Regions from separate parts of the Pan troglodytes genome. Here regions 1 and 2 are each linked to region 3. Evidence: chromatin contacts called from public Hi-C and HiChIP or PLAC-seq data. All regions are on one chromosome and are shown on one strand. Each heading gives the region's core, a stretch centred on a gene start, on an enhancer-like site or on the middle of the called end of the contact. The rest is flanking DNA. Distances are from core to core; before and after follow the strand shown. Region 1 holds the start of CAPN15 (calpain 15). Region 2 holds the start of PIGQ (phosphatidylinositol glycan anchor biosynthesis class Q). Region 3 holds the start of DECR2 (2,4-dienoyl-CoA reductase 2).

Region 1 (3,048 bases), core at 500-2,999, 130 kb after region 3:
TGCGGGGAAACCTCAGTCACCTTGAAGACGCCTCCTGAGGCCCTCTTCTGGGTGAATGGGCTTCCTCCTTCACCATGACAGGCTACTGGGGAGAGCTGGGGTGCTCCCACCCTCTCCTCACCCCAAATGGGCCTGGCCTAGCAAAACTGGCCAGAACTGGCCACTCTGCAGTGAGCTGGCAGGGCCCTCAGCATCAGATCAACAGGCTCAACTGCAGCTGCCTCTCTGGTTGGGAGGTTATAAGGCCGTGAACCCTCTGCTGGCTAGACTACTGGCCCCTGGCCAGGGAGCCACCTAGGCAGTGCCAGGGAAGGACTGGGAAGGGAAAGGAACCTGCGGTCCCTGAGTGAGGCCTTGACTGCACCCTCTCCTGTGGTTCGAAAGCCACACTTGGCCAGTATCCTGCCATGCAGGTGAGGAAGCTGGGGAGGACAGGGTCCCAGAGCCTTGTCCAAGTTGCAGAGAGGAGAGCCAGCTCTCACTCTGCAGCCCTCTGTGCCCCCAGACCCCCACTGGCCCCCAGGGACACATTTCCTGCACTTGGGATGCTTTGGCATGGATATAGTCTGGGAACAAACGGCACATCCAGCTGCCCTGCCTGTCTCCACAGAGGGGGCAGCAGACCTAGGGGGAGGTGTCCAAGACACAGGAATGAAGTGTCCTTACCAAAAGCTTCCGAGGACAGCAGTAAACTCCTCCTGCCAGCTTCTGCCCTGACTGCAGCTAGAAGCCGAGCTCCACGTGGGACACAGGTGTCCCTGCTGCAGCATCTCAGCATGATGGAGGCCCATCCTTGGCTTTCCTGGAGCATGAATATCCTCTGAGGAGCACTGGCCCTGGCCTTGTAGGTCTTGCCGAGACTGGCTTAGATTTTCTGGCCCAGGAGCAATCGTCACCCAACCTCTCACTTGTAAATCTCGCCACAGAATCGGCCCACAACCGTCTCTCCGGAATCTCGGCTGACCAGCCCTACTCCTGTGTCTCCCTCTCCCGCAGAGCCACTGCCTTCTCAGGCTCCTCAACTGCACCTAAGAGCGGGAGTCTGGCTGCCCTCAGCACTCGCGTCCCACCCTGCAGCCTGATAAGCTTGACGCCAAGGCACTCTCCCGAGAGCCGGCCCAGCAGCTGCTGGCAGGAAAGTGGCCTCAGGGCAGCGGGAAGGGGACCTCCGGGGAGAGAATGAGGCCTGCGCAAGGGTCCTGGAAGGACCCAGGAGTCGCCGCCCCGGCTTCCCTCCCCCAGGCCCTGGTTGGGCGCCGTGGGCCGCGTCCCAGTTGAGCCCGGCGTGGCCGTTTAATGGCGTCCCTCCGCGATCGAGGAAGAAGGGGCCTAGAGAGGCTGTGCCCAAGCGACGCTGCGAGGCCAGGCCGCGTCTCGGGCCAGGGCGGTCCCCTTGCCACTGCCGCTCTTGGCCGCCAGGACCAAGCACAGCACCCAGCGTCGCGAAAGGGGCGGTCCTGGAAGGCGCGAAGGGGTCTCCGGGTCTCGCGAACACGGCGGGGTCAGGGCGGAGTCGTGGGTCCTCGGTCGGGCGGCCGCCCAGAGCCCCGCGGGACACGGACGGCCCCGGCCCGGCTACCCGCGAGCCCCACGGGTCTGTGACGCCGCTGATGCGCAGACGCCGCGGCTGCAGGCCCCGCCCCTCCGTGCCCCTCGCAAGGCCCTCTGGGAGTTGTAGTTCCAGCTCCTCGGGCCGCCCCACTCCCTGATAATCCTGGAGCGCGGCGCCTCCCGGGGACCGAGGCCTCGGGCCCGGCCGTCTCCAGCAGCGCGGGCAGGAGAAGTGGCCCGGGCGGTCGGCGGACTGGGAGGGCGCCACCCGAGGACTACAACTCCCGGCCTGCCTCGCGCAGGCACCGCCCCGAGCTTCCGCCCCGGCGGCGCCGCGCAGCCCTGTGGGAGCCGTAGTCCGGGCGCGCGATTCACAGCGCCGCGTGCGCCCCGGGCGCGCCGTAGCCGCGGGGCCCGGGCCGGGCGCTACGCTACGAAGGCAGCGTAAGGCGGGCGCCGGACGCGGGCAGGGGCCGGGGCCGGAGCCGGGTCGGGGCGCCCCGCGGCTGAGGAGCGGGAGGCCGTCCGGGCAGCGCGGCCGGCGGCGAGAGGGGCCCCGCCGCTCTCCGGAGGCAGAAGTTGTGGATCGGCCGGCGGGGGCGAGCGGGCCCGGGGGCCGGGGCCGCGCTGCCCGGGCCGCGAGGACGAGGCGGCGCCGCCGGGCTGTGGAGGTGAGTCCCGTCGGCCGGGCCCGGCCGGGCGCCCAGCCGGGGACCCCGGGCGGGGAGCGCGGGCCCGGAGGGCGGCGGGGAGCGCGGGCTCGGCGGGGCGCAGGAGGCCTCGGGGGCCGAGCGCGCCGGGCTCCGAGCCAGGGCAGGAACGGCAGGGCCCTCGGAGTGGGGTCAGCCCGCCGCCCGCTGGCGCCTCCAGGCTGGTGGGGGCCAGGGCTGGGCTTGGGCGATGCTTCGCAGGGGAGCCCAGAGGAAGGCGGGAAGTCGGCAGGGACCTGGGCCATGTGGGTCACTTGAGGCCAGCCCCGGGGGCCGCGCACACCGGAGGCGGCCTCGGCCCTGCCTGTCCTTGAGTGCCCTTATATCCGGGCCCATCGTGCGGTCCTGGCCGCCTTAGGGATGTTGTGCTTGGTGCGGGCATCACTCCCCTGTCACTTGGGGAACGGCCTGGGGGCGGCCACCTGGCGTGGAGGGGCTGGCGGGAGCCCCGTCTGTGCCAGCCATGCCAGTGTTTTCTTCCGTGTTCCTCTGGGGCTGCTGCCGCACCAGCTGGGAAGTTGCAAATCTGCTGTCTTCCTGCTGGCTGCAGAAGGGGCCCCTCTAGTCCTGACCGGGGGAACTCTTGTGTGGTCAGCTGGCCCTGGCCGGGCGAGCTCTCGCGGCCCCCTTACTGCTCTGGAGTTTGTTACCGGACTGCAGGTAACAAGACCCGGAAAGCAATGGTGAGGCCCAGAACCTGAGGCCAGGCCTGGGTGTGTGGGGCCAGTGGGGAAGACTGGGACTCCGTTGGGTGCTGAAGAGTTGTGTGCTTCTCCTTCGGGAAACC
Region 2 (3,219 bases), core at 380-2,879, 180 kb after region 3:
CAGCGATCCCATGCATGGGGCTGTCCATGCACTCCAGCACACAGCCCGGGACCCCGGGGGCCACTGGGTGACAGTGGGCACCTTCCTGTCTCCCCGAGGGCTGGCTGTGGATGCCCTCAACCGCCTCCTGGTGACGGACTACTTGCCTGGGGCTGTGCACAGCTTCTCATTGGGTCCTGCTTGGGAGCCCCTGGCCCCAGCCTCCATGCTGGGTCTGGAGGGCCCCTGCTGGGTGGGCCCAGGGCCTGATGGGGGCCTTGCTGTGAGTGAGGAGTTTGGGGATGTGAGGCTGTTTGGCAGTGCCCGCCAACCCCTGGGCTCCCTGGGGGGCTGGACGGGGCACACTTTCGGCTGCCCAGCGGGCATCTGCTCCAACTCAGAGGGCAACGTTATTGTGGCAGATGAGCAGAGGCGCCAGGTGACCCTGTTTCCCCGGGCTGGGCCACCCATCTGCCTGGTGTCAGAGGGGCTTGGGCAGCCCTTGGGAGTGGCCTGTGCACCCCAGGGCCAGCTCCTGGTGGCTGATGCCAAGGACAACTCCATCAAGGTGTACCAGGGCAAGGAGCTGGCCTGACCTGAGGCTGGGTTGGAGCAGCCCTCCTGTGCCTGAGGCCAGCTCCCAGGCCCTTGGATCACCGCGGGAGGAACCCTCAGGATGGGTGGAGCCTCCAGGCTATGGGCATTGCCTGCCTGATGCCAGCACCACCTGGGCTGGGCCCTGGGCTTGGCTCGAGTTCTCCTGCTGGTGAGGCTCCGGATCTCAGGAGCAGCCCTGAGTCTGCTTCCCAGGCTGCCCCTGCCAGGCCTGCAGCCTCCCCAGCCGGGGCCGCTCTCTGCTGTCCCCATTCAGTGCCCTGGCCCCTGCATTCATGCCCCCCACGCCCCCTCAGGCCCTGTGCCTGGACTTTGGGGCTGGCAGCTGAAGCCTTGAGATCCTGGGCCAGCTGCCGGCACACAGCTAGGCAGGCTCTCCCACCAGGTGCCCCTGCCCAGGCCTCCTAATCAGGGGCAGACAGGCAGGGAGGGTGTGGCTGGGATGGGCTGGGCGGGGCGGCCTGGGGCAGGGGTGTGGCCCCTAAATGTCCCCAACCTCAGAGGGACCTGGAGTCCTGAGCCTCCAGTAGCTTCTCTGGGCCTGGCAGAGGTAAGGGGGAGGCAACCCTGGAGTGTCTGGAGGCCCATGGCTGGCTGAACCCTGGATGCCTTTTCTTCCACGTCCCCATGAATGAAAGCTGTCTGGGCCTTCATTCTGCAGACAGGGACAAACAGCTCCATGCTGTTTGTCCTCCCAGTGCAGCCGTGCTGGGAGGGTCTGGGGGAGCTTCCTACAAGGAGAGACTCCTGCTGCTTTGGAAAACTGAGAAAAAATAGGGGTCTAACCCTCTCCTCCCATTTTACAAGTGGGGAGATGAGGCGTGAAAGGAGAGGCGTCTGGGTTACTCCGTGGGTCTGGGGTCCAGGGAAGGGCCTGTATGGGGGAGGGAGCTGGGAGGGGACGGTGTCTGGCTCTACCCCTGTGGGGTGGGGAGGTGAGGCTCCCCTGTATCACAGGACATCACCCCTGAGCGGTCCCTCATATGTCTGGGTCCTGTGGGTGGGGGACTAGCTGCGCACTGTCGTTAGGTGCTCAATAAACGGAGTTGCTGCTGAGGTCTCGGCTGGGGTCTTGTTCCTGGGATCGGGAGGGGCTGGACGCCTGTGTGTTCTCTCCTGACGATCGCTGGCGGCAGCCTCTGGGCTGGTCCTACCAGGGCTCAAAATTCCCGGCACCACTGGCTTTGGGGATCTGGGGGCGGCCCCTCTGCAGACAACAGAGTGACGGGGGCGGGACCGGGCTGGGGCTGGGGCCTTCCTGGAATCCCGCAGGGCCTGGGGACCTGTTCACTTGGGGAGGCTGGGAGCCAGGCGGGGTCCGAGTTCCACGAAGGCCAGATCCAGTCTGTTTCTCAGGTGAGGAAACTGAGCTGACGCAGGGCTGGCGGCACGGAGGCAGGCTCGGGAGGTCCGGGCGTGGGGACTGGGCGGGCACGCTGCGCCGCGGAACGCTCGGGCCGGGCGGGCGGGCAGCCCGGGCGCCTTTGGGGGCCGGACCGTCGCGCGGCAACGCGCGGAGCCGGCGGAAGTGGGGCTCGGGTCCCGCGGCGGGGCTGGAGGCAGCGAGCGCCGTTGTCTACCCGGGCCCGCCCATCGGGGTCCCCAACCCCATCCGGACCCCGCCGCCCGAGCGCGCGGCCCCGGAAGCACCCGGTGAGCAGGGGGGTGGGCGGCGCGCGGCGGGACCTCGGGCAGCGCCCCTGCGGCTCCGGGCCTGGGCTGGGGGCTCCGCACTCCCGCCCGCGGCGCCGCTGCTTCCTCCTCCGAGAAGTGGGGCCGCCCCCGGGCCCGCGCCGACCTGGGCCCCTGTGGACCCTGTGCAAGGGCGGTCGGCGCCCCGGGCCTGGCTGTGGGCCCTTCGCAGTTGTCCCGGGTTGCAGGAAAGGGCAAAAAACGGAATCATAGGCTCTTCCCAAATGAGAGGGGAAGGCCCTGCTTGAGGAAGGCAAGCAAGTTTGTTTGTTTGTTTGTTTGGAGACGGGGTCTCACCATGTTGCCCAGGCTGAACTCGTGTTTGTTTTTCATTATTTATTTATTTTGAGACGGAGTCTCGCTCTGTCGCCCAGGCTGGACTGCAATGGCGCGATCTCGGGTCACTGCAACCGCTGCCTCCCGGGTTCAAGCGATTCTCCTGCCTCAGCCTCCCCAGTAGCTGGGATTACAGGTGCACACCACCACGCCCGGCTAATTTCTGTATTTTTAGTAGAGACTTGGTTTCACCCCCATCGAGGCTGGTATTAAGCTCCTGACCTCAAGTGATCCGCCCGCCTCGGCCTCCCAAAGTGCTGGGATTACAGGCGTGAGCCACCGCGCCAGGTTCGTGTTTATTTTTCAAACAAGGCGCTGGGAAGCGCAAATTCTCCAGAGCTCTTGTGGAGCGGTGGCAGGGAGGGGCGGCTCAGCCAGAGATGGCCCTGGCCCGTCCTAACTGGGCTGGGGTGCCACCATTCCCTCATTCGCGGGGAGGAGAGGGAAGTCTTAGTCTTACTACTTTAGATGGTCGACCTCCCTACCTGCCTGGTCTGGGAATGGCTTCTCAAGAGCACTCGGGCTCATTCTTAGCAGAGGAAGCTCTTCTGGCTAGCCTGGCGCCCGTGTGTGTGTGTGTCTGTGTGTGTGTGTCTG
Region 3 (3,126 bases), core at 135-2,634:
CTGTCCCAAACCACTTACTTCCCTGTTCACCTCTGCCCCACCCCAGCCCAGAGGAGTTTGAGCCACCAACTTCAGTGCCTTTCTGTACCCCAAGCCAGCACAAGATTGGACCAATCCTTTTTGCACCAAAGTGCCGGACAACCTTTGTGGTGGGGGTGGGGGGGTGTCTTCACGTTATCGTAACCTCTCCTCTAAAGGGGAGGCATTAAAATTCACTGTGCCCAGCGCATGGGTGGTACACTAATTATGACTTCCGCCAGCTCTGAGGTAGAAATGACGCTTTTATGCAAGTTGTAAGGAGTTGAACAGTAAAGATGAAGTTTTGCACACCTAGTTCCATAACGTTGTTGGATGTATGAGCCAGGCAGGGGTCCAGAGACCACGCCTGCAATCCGGAGAACCCAAGCTAGGCGCGAGCCGGTGCTGTGATCCCGCCAAAGAAGCTGCCTTCCCCGGGAAGGGGCAGAAAGGGGCCGGCGGGCTGAGGCCAACCAGCGCAGAAAGGGCCTGGCAGCCATTACTGTAGCGCTGGCGGCTCTGTCACGCCCCTGAAGCCGCTGGCCCGCAGTTGTGTCCAGCTCAGGAGCGGCTCTGCGTGTTTTTCCCCCGGGGCCGTCGCGGACCCCCGTCTTCCAACAGTGGTGCGGGCGGGGCGCCCCGTCCTGGGTTCGCGGCATGGCCCCGCCCGGGCCCCCACGCGGAACAGAAGTAACGGACCCTTTTTTTTTTTTTTTTTTTTTTTGAGACGGAGTGTCGCTCTGTCGCCCAGGATAGAGTGCAGTGGCGAGATCTCGGCTCACTGCAACCTCCGCCTCCCAGGTTCAAGCGATTCTCCTGCCTCAGCCTCCCGAGTAGATGGGACTACAGGCACCCGCCACAACGCCCGGCTAATTTTTGCATTTTTAGTAAAGAGGGGGTTTCGCCATGTTGTCCAGGATGGTCTCGAACTCCTGACCTCGTGATCCGCCCGCCTCGGCCTCCCAAAGTGTTGAGATTACAGGCGTGAGCCACCGCGCCCGGCCCCGGACCCTTCTTTATTGGCCTCAAAACGGGTCATTTTGGGAAGCGGCGGGGGGCTGGCCGCGCTTTCCTGGGCCCCGGCCCTCCCCATGGTGTTTACGGGGAGGCGAACGGGGAGCCCAGAGGCTGCGAGCCTGGCCTGGACCCAGGAGCCAGGGGTATCCCACAAGTCCTGGAGGCTCTGAACGCGGCGCTGACGCCGAATACCTGTGAAAAAGACTCGGGGAGAAGACCCGCAGACCGCCCAGCTTCTGCCGCGGGAACCGCGCCCCCGGCCCCGCACTGCGCCTGCGTCTCGCGCGCCGCGGGCGGGGGCGGGGCCTCCGGGGAGAATTCGGGGGGAGGGGCGGGGCCTCCGGGAAGCAATCAGGGGAGGGGCGGGGCGTCCGGGGAGTGGGGCGGGGCTCCCGGTTCCAGGCGAGTTTGCAGCTGCGCGCCGGGTCCTGGAGGCGGAGGCCGCTCCCGCCCGTTGTCCCTGCAGTCCCCGACGGGAGCGCCATGGCCCAGCCGCCGCCCGACGTGGAGGGGGACGACTGTCTCCCCGCGTACCGCCACCTCTTCTGCCCGGACCTGCTGCGGTGAGCGGGGCCTGGGAAGCGAGCGCAGCCTTGGTGCGGGGTCCGGTCCGCGGGCGCCGGCGCCCCCACGTGGTCCCCGAGGGCTCCCGTGTTAGGAAACCTGTCTTGCCTGGCTCCTTTCTTTCTTTTTTTTTTTTTTTGAGACGGAATCTCGCTGTGTCGCCCAGGCTGGAGTGCAGTGGCAGGATCTCCGCTCACTGCCACCTCTGCCTCCCGGGTTCAAGCGATTCTCCTGCCTCAGCCCGGCTAATTTTTTGTATTTTTAGTAGAGAGGGGGTGTCACCGTGTTGGTCAGGCTCTTTTCGAACTCCTGACCTCAGGTGATCCACCCGCCTCGGCTTCCCAAAGTGCTGGGATTTACAGGCGTGAGCCACCGCGCCCGGCCCAACCTGGCCTCTTTCTTAACAGAAAATTTTAGGTTGAAATCATTTTTCCGGAAGACCCAGAAGGCCCAGGAATGCCAGGTTTTGCCCAGCAGCTCTTCATTTTCCTGCAAACGCCTTGGTGTTCACAAGGGAAGGCAGCCCGGGCAAAGGTCGATCCTTCCCGGTCACCTGCCCTCACTCGGCTAATGGGCAGATCCTTTTTTTTTTTTTTTTTCCTTTTCTTTTTTTCAATTGGCAACATTTTCAAGTTTCTATTAAAATTTTGATCTTTTGCCAGGAGCAGTGGCTCACGCCTGTAATCCCAGCGCTTTGGGAGGCCGAAGCGGGTAGATCACCTGAGGTCAGGAGTTCGAGACCAGCCTGGCCAACATGGTGAAACCCCGTCTCTGCTAAAAATACAAAAAATTAGCCGGGTGTGCTGGCGCACACCTGTAATCCCAACTACCTGGGAGGCTGAGGCAGGAGAATCACTTGAACTCGGGAGGTGGAGGTTGCAGTGAGCCGAGATCGCGCCATTGCACTGGGCAACAAGAGTGAAACTCCATCTCAAAAAAAGAAAAAAAGTTTTAAATTATGTTCTCCAAGGACAGGTATTGACAATTCTCTCTGAGTGTTCTGCAGGGAAAAAAAAAGTTTTTTTTTTGAAACGGAGTCTCATTCTGGGTTCAAGCAATTCTCCTGCCTCAGCCTCCCAATTCTCCTGCTTCAGCCTCAGTGCGCCCAAGTGGGACTATAGGCGCACAACACCACGCTGGGCTAATTGTATTTCTAGTAGAGGTGAGGTTTCACCATGCTGGTCAGGCTGGTCTGGAACTCCTGGCCTCAGATGATCCACCTGCCTCGGCCTCCCAAAGTGCTGGGATTACAGGAGTGAGACGCTGCACCTGGCCTAAAATTAATCTTTAATAATTAAGAATAGGAAAGGCAACTTGGAGATCAGCAAAAGTTTGCCATCCATCTGGTACAGTTTGTGCCAGTCATACCGATCAGTACACATTTAATGCGTACAAGAAAATCTCTAATAAATAAAAAAGCCATATTATCCCGACCTAGCTTGCTGAATCTCAGGAATCATATTTGATATCAGTGCCATGCAGGGCTTAGGAGAGAGGAAATTATAACCTCTATCTTGTTTAAGCCAG

What was found. Hi-C and Micro-C count contacts between places; a contact is called where the count stands out from the background. HiChIP or PLAC-seq counts read pairs in DNA pulled down with a chosen protein or histone mark.
Region 1: an H3K4me3 HiChIP or PLAC-seq map of stem cell-derived excitatory neurons shows a contact between it and region 3, with 3 times the contacts expected there. The contact joins the promoter of CAPN15 here to the promoter of DECR2 in region 3. A contact is called at or near these places in 1 of 7 Hi-C or Micro-C datasets (stem cell-derived neural progenitor cells) and 1 of 1 datasets of contacts at active chromatin or transcription factors (stem cell-derived excitatory neurons).
Region 2: a Hi-C map of stem cell-derived neural progenitor cells shows a contact between it and region 3, with 2.9 times the contacts expected there. The contact joins the promoter of PIGQ here to the promoter of DECR2 in region 3. A contact is called at or near these places in 1 of 7 Hi-C or Micro-C datasets (stem cell-derived neural progenitor cells) and 1 of 1 datasets of contacts at active chromatin or transcription factors (stem cell-derived excitatory neurons).

Annotation. Positions count from the first base shown.
Region 1 is chr18:2,882,164-2,885,211 of NHGRI_mPanTro3-v2.0_pri, forward strand. CAPN15 (calpain 15) reads left to right here and starts at 1,750. Exons shown (of 13, transcript XM_024349628.3): 1 at 1,750-2,222. It overlaps LOC134808720 (a long non-coding RNA gene), which reads right to left and starts at 1,600. Exons shown (of 2, transcript XR_010152204.1): 1 at 667-1,600.
Region 2 is chr18:2,927,791-2,931,009 of NHGRI_mPanTro3-v2.0_pri, forward strand. PIGQ (phosphatidylinositol glycan anchor biosynthesis class Q) reads left to right here and starts at 1,630. Exons shown (of 11, transcript XM_024349631.3): 1 at 1,630-1,950. NHLRC4 (NHL repeat containing 4) reads left to right here. Exons shown (of 2, transcript XM_016929013.4): 2 at 1-1,650. The coding sequence starts at 11. The coding sequence ends at 574.
Region 3 is chr18:2,751,100-2,754,225 of NHGRI_mPanTro3-v2.0_pri, forward strand. DECR2 (2,4-dienoyl-CoA reductase 2) reads left to right here and starts at 1,385. Exons shown (of 9, transcript XM_024349616.3): 1 at 1,385-1,598. The coding sequence starts at 1,519. It overlaps NME4 (NME/NM23 nucleoside diphosphate kinase 4), which reads left to right. Exons shown (of 5, transcript XM_063796375.1): 5 at 1-227.